Regions from separate parts of the Gossypium hirsutum genome. Here region 2 is linked to region 1. The links are chromatin contacts, called in public Hi-C maps. All regions are on one chromosome and are shown on one strand. Each heading gives the region's core, a stretch centred on a gene start, on an enhancer-like site or on the middle of the called end of the contact. The rest is flanking DNA. Distances are from core to core; before and after follow the strand shown. Region 1 holds the start of LOC107896835 (WD repeat-containing protein PCN). Region 2 has its middle 7.6 kb from the start of LOC107895569.

Region 1 (3,833 bases), core at 651-3,150:
TATACAGGAGGTAGATACATGCCACGTGTCAAGATCTTACTAGCAACAGGGTCATATCATGTTTTCTTATAGGGGCGGTGATGTGACCTCATAGGTTGGTGTCACGATATCTTAGGATGGTTAAACAATCCATGGGCTCGAGACTCCATGCGCTCCACCTACGGAGGTTCGTTGGGCTTATTGTGGAACCACTTGATGTTGCAAGTCCTCTTGAAAAAGAACACATGTAGGGCTTATGGAGGTCGTATACCAATTGCATTTTGGATTCCAAGGTTATGGTCGGAGTTGTTGAGCATTGTTTATTTTAATGGGAAAAGCTAACGTGTAGCCTGACTTCTACTAGCAACATCCAATAAGATCCATGGGCGAGTTGATGGAAAACCTAAATTTATTTGAAGGAAAGCTTTAAAGTAATTTAATATCTTTTTTCTTTTCTGTTTGTATTTTTTTATTTTTTAATACACGTGTTTTATTTATTTATAATAATTTTTACATTTTTGAAGTTTTTTTTATAATTTTTATCAAAAAATGAAATTTTAAAATTTTTCTTTTTAATTTGGAATTTTTAGAATTAGAACTAGATTGACAAATTTTGTAAATGTTGAGGGCTAAATATATTGAATTTTTTTAGAATCAGAACTAAAATGACAAGTTTTGTAAACATTAAGAGCTAAATTTGTTGAATTTTTAGATTTGGAACCAAATTAATAGAACGTGTAACATTGGAGGGCTAAATTTGTTATTATGCTAATAAGAAAAGCCCATGTCAGACTTCCGTTATTGAGTTAATGGCAACTAATGGAAGAGTGACTAAAATATTTAATTTCGAAAATTAAGTGACTAAAATGAAAAAAGATTGTTGGATAATTAAAATAGAACTAAGTGCATAATTGAGTGAGTATCCTTATAGTTTACCCTAAAAAACAATTACTAAATAGTAATTAAGTTAATGTCTAATATTATGATAAAAATAAATAAGAATGTTACTAATATAATAAATTAAATTAAATTTAAATAAAGATAAGTGAACCAATAGAAAATAAAATATTTTTATTATTAATAGAAAATAAAATCAAATAATTTTTATTATTAAAAAATTATACGTTTATGCATTTTCATTACTATTTTTTTTATAAAGGATAAAGAATAATGGTTATTTAAGGATTAACCTTAATATCAATGTCAATAAAAACCTAATATAATTTTTTTTATCATTTTACTCGTGGTTCGATGAATGGGACTCTGTTGGATTGAGCTTCTCACATTTTAACTTCTAATTTTATTTTTAACATCTATTTTTGAATAAAAAATATAAAAAATTATAAATCTATCATGAAATAGCTTTCAAAAAATATTTATAAAATTGGCATCAAAATTTTTAAAAAAGAGTAATATTTTTTTAGAAAGAAATTATTAGTAAAAAAGATATAAAATAATATTAATTAAAGGCATAATAACTCATTTGGCCCTTCAATTTTTTTGAAAAAGTCAATTTTAGTTTTTCATATAAAATAACCTTTTAACTTGTATTGTTGGTCAGATCACCCAAAATAGGTGAAAAAGTTAATAGCTGTTAACTTTAATGACCATCCACGTGATAGTTGACTTGTATGTCACATAAGTAATTAATTTATTTTTTAAAATTAAAAAGATTAAAAAAATATTATTTTATAATTTATATTAGATTTTTTAAAATTTTTAAAATTTAATTAATTACTAACATAGTATTCACATGACAAACCATGTGTATGTCACATCAACAACTAGATGTTTTAAAGTTAAAAAAGACTAAAAACTAAATGAGGACTAAAATGATTTTTTATTAAAGTTAGAAGGTCAAATAAGTCATAATGCATTAATTAAATGATATTATAATATTAGATCGGAGGTTTCCTACTAGGTATATATATGTACATCTGTGCATCGCCTAGAGTTTTATTTACTGCTTTCTACCCTGAAATTGGCCTCCAAGGATTGCAGCCGCCCCAGCCACAATGCTCCCCAAAGCTTACCGAACCAGCTCAATCGACTGGAAGCCGTCTCCGGTTGTCGCCCTTGCTACCAGCCCCGACGACTCTCAGGTTGCGGCCGCTCGTGAGGATGGCTCCCTCGAGATTTGGCTTGTCTCTCCAGGCTCTGTTGGCTGGCATAAGCAGCTGGTACCCTCAACTTTTCTTCTTCCATGTTATTACTATATCTTTTTCGTTTTAGTTCAGTTTAATTTATTGGTGGCTTTGTGTAGACTATTCATGGGGATTCTACTTGTCGAGTTTCCTCGCTGGTGTGGTGTTGCGTTGGTTCAAAAGGCCCGTCTCCTGGCAGGTTGTTCTCCTCGAGTATTGATGGCTCAGTCTCGGAATGGGATCTTTTCGACTTGAAGCAGAAGGTTACTTTTCATTATTTTTCCTCGCTTTTGCCATTTGTGGTATTCTCTGTCGTATTAACCTATTGGTTAAATCCAACGGGGTTTATTGGATGATTCTAACCTCTCCAACCTCAATGAAACATTTATATTAATTACTTATGGCCTTTTTGAATAATGAGATTGTACCCGAGTTCTGAGTCCCTCTCTTATCATTTTCTTCCGGTTGCCTTGTTGTAGGCTTAATTGTTTATGTTGGTTGAAGTATGAGATACTGCTATGATTCAATGAGAGTGATATATGGTTACGTAGATTTTGTTGATAGACTCCCATTGAATGGGTTTCTTTCTTTCTTCCTTTCTTTCACATTACCCTTCTAGTGTGCAAGAAGCTTTGAATAGAAGTTATCTTGTATTCATTGTTTATTTATGTTATTAAACCCTTATGCAGATTGTGCTAGAGTCAATTGGAGTTTCAATCTGGCAGATGGCTGTGGCACCGATTAATAGACTGCCAACTCATGAAGAGACTAGGTCTCAGAATTTTGGAAATGGTTATTTGAATGATAAATATGAATGCAATGATACTGATGATGATGAAAACTGTGAAAGTGGAGATGTTTCAGACTCAGAACAAGTTTATCAGAAACTAGTTATGGAAGATAGACGTGTAGCAATTGCTTGTGATGATGGAGCTGTGCGAATGTACACTATTTCTGATCTTGATAAGTTAATCTACCAAAAATCATTGCCTAGGGTTAGTGGTGAGATATCTACACCTGAGCAAAAATTCTTCCAAGGTTATTGCTTTTAGTTTTAGTCGGAGCTTATAGGTGCTAATACTATTTGCAGGACGTGCTCTAAGTGTGACCTGGAGTCATGACTCAAACAGGATATATTCAGGGAGTAGCAATGGGTAAGTTTGTCTTTAAGTGAATATGCTGCATGTTCTTTTATGACAACAGTTTATTCATATGGTAATATGATAATTCTGGGAATGCTTGCTTATTAATTTCTCATTTTGATTGATTTTATATCATTAATTTCAATTCCACTGTACTCCTATGTAGGGACTAGGGATGGTAATGTAGTGGGGTGGAGGTGGGGATTGGCTCTTCCACTTCTGCCCCCGTCCTGCATGGATTTTGAAAATATCCATCCCGATGGATAGCGTTTACATTAATAACTGCTCCACACTGCTTTCACTGCTCTACCCCATTTTTTACTAGTTATTTTTAAGTAAATATTGTGTAAATTGTAATAGTTCTTTCATGATATAATCCATTAGTATTTATAACATGCATTTATATAATGAAAGTATATATAAGATTTGTATACATATGATTTAAGTACGTATACATATGTCTAATATATATACTAAAAGTATAAAAGGGATACAGAGTATTTTTAGGGGTAAAATATTAATTTTAAAGGTGGTGAGGAGTGGGGCAAGCTTTTTCTGAAACTGCTGC
Region 2 (3,833 bases), core at 360-2,859, 110 kb before region 1:
AAATATTTATTAAAATACACGGGTTTAATAAGATATAGACCAAATATAGGTATCGATGAATATATATATACGTATATAATAATAATTTAAAAGATGTATTTCGTAAGATTATATAATAGAATACAAGAAGAAAATTATTTAAGGAGTCACATGTATAAAAATAATATAAGGTTAATACTAGTATACATATATATGTAAAAAGGCTTTAATACAAAGTATATGTATGTATATGTATATATTAATATTTAGACAAGAGGTTATATAAGAATATTAAAATGGCTTAATGCAAGAAGAGTTTTAGAACGATGATTTAAAAGATATATTATAAGAATTACGTAATATGATTATGAGAATATACTTAAATAAAACTTCATGTATATAAAATAATATAATATTGACAATAAGCTTGAAATTAAAAGTTGACCTTATTATAAAGTATGTATGCATATCTACATAATAGTATATGTATAAAAACATTCGTAAAAAATAATACATAAGGTATGAAAATATGGTTATCCAAAATTATAAATAAGTAAGTAAATAAATGATACCAATGACACAATTTATACGAATAAATGAACACGAGTAAAAAACAAGGAATGAATCTAAAAGAAACTAAATTGAAATCATGTTAAAAATAAAGAGAAAATTTTAAATAAAATAAGCTGTTAAAAAAAAAAGAGGGACCAGCGTGTAACACTTGCGAATGCGCAGGGACCCAATCTGAAAATAACCCAGACCCCCGAAATGCAACGCTCGGGTTCGGACCAAAGTACGAGTACGCGCGAAATTACAGGGTGAAATTTAAAAAAAACAAAAAAATGCAAATGTTAGCTGATTTGAAAGCGGGACGAAAAGGGAAGGACTTAAGAGGCAAATTTCCCATTAATGGGAAGCACGCGGATCCTCCCCGGATCAGGTCACACGTGTGCGGGTCATGCCAGATGGGTCCATACGACGTCGTTTCAAAGGCTATTGAACTTAGCCTGAAACAGCGTCACTCCATGCATTCAATTAGAAGGGAAAATCGGCCCAAACATCGGAGTATTTTAGCAAAGCAGACAAGGGAAGCCGAAACCCTAAGTACTTGCCCTCATTCAGCCGCCGTTCGACCTTTAATCCACCACGACTATTGATGGATAAAATCCTACGGTGGAGCCTTCTTTCTACTCGACTCCACGGTTTAATGACTTTAGCCACAAAGCCCTCTCTCTGCCTTCGATATTGACGAAGGGGATGGAGATCTCCAAGGCGCACTCACGAAGGTAAAGCTTCTGCCTCTTTTCTCCTTAATTTTTCTTTGTTCAAGAAAATAGGGGGAAACGAAAAAAGAAAAAAAGGAACCCAGAATCTGAATCTCACCTTTTAATTTCTTTTGTGTTTGGTATTTCAAATGTATTGATTGTGTGCGTAACCTTACAACTGGTGAAATCCCCTGGCTTTATAGCCGAATCGGGGTAAAAATGATAAAAAATAAATCGAAAAATACAATATTCTTCGTTGTTTTGTTTGTTTTGTTGTGCGTTTGTCCGTTCTTTGCAGGTACAGGGTGCGTGGCGCTCGGGTACGGGATTGGGCTGGCTCGGGCGTGGCTGCTAAAATGTTAGGGCGTACAGAGGCACGGAGCTACTGTCCGATTACTGGTGCGGCGCAGGAAGGAGGAGTGACCTAGGGTTACTGAAGTTGTTTCAACTTTTGGGCTATTTTGGGCCTTGAAGCTTTGGACTGTTTTGTAAATGGGCTAGGGTATTAATTTTAGTGGACTGTTTGGGCTTGTAATAGGACACTAACTAAATGGACTTTATTTTATTCATTTATTTATTTGTAGATATTTTATATGTATATATGTGATTGGGGTTTTAGCGGGCCCGGGCCAAAATTGGTCATTACAATTCCAATTCAAACATCATTATTTATTTTTGTGAGTGGAATAAATCACACACAAAGTAATAAAGGTTTTATATTAAAATATTCAATTAACATCAATTTCATATTCGATTCCTGAACAATCCTTACTTTTACTCTTAATAAAAAATTAGAATAATTGGCATTGCATTTAAAATTAAAAACTTTGTCACCCATTCCTCTCCTTCCAATAGTGTATGATAAAAAAAATTATTTAATCTATTTTTTTTATTGAGTGTGCTTTTGGTATGTGCATTATTAGTTATTTTTTAAAACTTATCAAGTCATTAAAAATAATCATATGTTTTATTTATATATTTAACGTGTATTAATTTTTTATATATGGCATTGTTAAGGGAAATAACTATAAACTTTAAAAAGATTAACGGTATGAATCATAAAACAAGCATAAAAGAAACCTCAATCATAAAAAAAAATTATCACCCTTTTAGTGTTGTTTATAAAAAAAAATGTATCACCCTCTACTAGCAATATACTTAATTTTTTTAATATATTATTCATAACTTCATTTATGGAATTTTTCGGCATAATAACTTATTTAACCCTTTAATTTTATAAAAAAAAAGGTCATTTTCGCCCTCTATTTAATTTTAAGTCATTTTTTAGTCTTCACACTTGTGTTTTTTTATCAAATCACCTCAAAATAAATGAAAATATTAACACTTGTTAACTTTGTTAATGTGGCACATATGTCATTTTGTCACATAGATGTCGCGTCAGCAATTAATTATTTTTTAAATTTAAAATTTTTTAAATTTAAAATTTCAAAAAAAATATTTTAAAAAAATAAAAGAAGTATAAAAATATAAAAATTTATTTTTTAATATTTTTTAAAATTTAAAAAAATTAATTAATTGCTAATGTGACATACATGTGAAACTCACATGTATGTCATGTCAACAAAGTTAACAAATGTTAAATTTTTCCATCCATTTTCAGGTGATTTGACAAACAATGCAAGTTCCAGTGCTAAAAAATGTTGGAAAACAAATAGAATGCTAAAATAATTTTTTTTATAAGGTTGGAAGGACAAAAAAATCATTATGTTAATTTTTTTAACTCCATAAATTAACTTGCAATACTAAATTTTGTGGATGAAAGAAAAATATGTAAATAATATATAATTTTTTTAATTAGTAGTATCTTTTAGAAGAAAATAATGATAGTTTTTTAAAAAAAATTATGGTAGATTTTTTTAAGATGATAAGCAAATTATTTTCATAAATGTGACTCTCTTTTTTTAAGTGTGGTTTAAGACTTTCGTTGAGTTACAGTCCCTTTCAATTAAGTCTTTAACGCTCTGAATTATTTAATTTTGTTTTTGAGAATTTTGATATAAATATGTATCTATTTTAGTGGCTAACTGTTCTGATTTTGTGTTAAGGTCTTGGGTTCAAGTCCCATTTTTAGAAAATATGTTATTTTTTATCCTACCTTTATCCCTTTTAGGTGGGCTTTTGTTATATTTTTGGTAAGCTAATATCAGAATGAGCTTGCTGGTTCAAGTGGTAAGGTGTTAGCTTGCCTAAGGTTTTGTGTTTGAATCCTAGTGTGAGCAGAGATGATAATCTTTGCTTCAATTGTGTAGTAGAGGTTCGGTGGAAGTAAAATTTTGAGGTAGTTGGATGTGGTTAGTGGGTAGGATTCTGGGGGATAAGGTGGTTAGTGGATGGAGTAGGGATTTTGTCATTATTTTTATTTTTGTAATTTCAATTTAGTTTTTTTCTTTTCCCAACAATTTCCCCCTATTTTGACTTTTTTTCCTCTCATCCATTCTTTTCCCTCTCTTGAGTAAATTTCCTTCTTCCCACTTGCAATCTTTGATTTCAATTAAAATCGAGTGTCATTGTTGATTGATCGGCACTGTGGTTCATTTTCATCTTCTTCTGTTCCAATTTTTTAGTATA

What was found. A called contact is a pair of places that touch in the nucleus more often than the background predicts.
Region 2: a contact with region 1 is called in a Hi-C map of leaf, with 4 times the contacts expected there. The contact joins the enhancer-like site here to the promoter of LOC107896835 in region 1. A contact is called at or near these places in 4 of 34 Hi-C or Micro-C datasets (leaf and seedling).

The regions. Positions count from the first base shown.
Region 1 is chrA10:88,044,593-88,048,425 of Gossypium_hirsutum_v2.1, reverse strand. It overlaps LOC107896835 (WD repeat-containing protein PCN), which reads left to right and starts at 1,900. Exons shown (of 11, transcript XM_016822124.2): 1 at 1,900-2,159; 2 at 2,243-2,386; 3 at 2,813-3,125; 4 at 3,214-3,277. The coding sequence starts at 1,995.
Region 2 is chrA10:88,155,302-88,159,134 of Gossypium_hirsutum_v2.1, reverse strand. No RefSeq gene overlaps it. Among protein-coding and RNA genes, the nearest start is that of LOC107895569, 7.6 kb to the left of the region's middle. Within about 2 kb of position 1,609, at least 9 of the 9 cell types and tissues checked have an H3K27ac peak or open chromatin away from gene starts, as enhancers often do. A contact at or near this core is called in leaf, where this site is marked.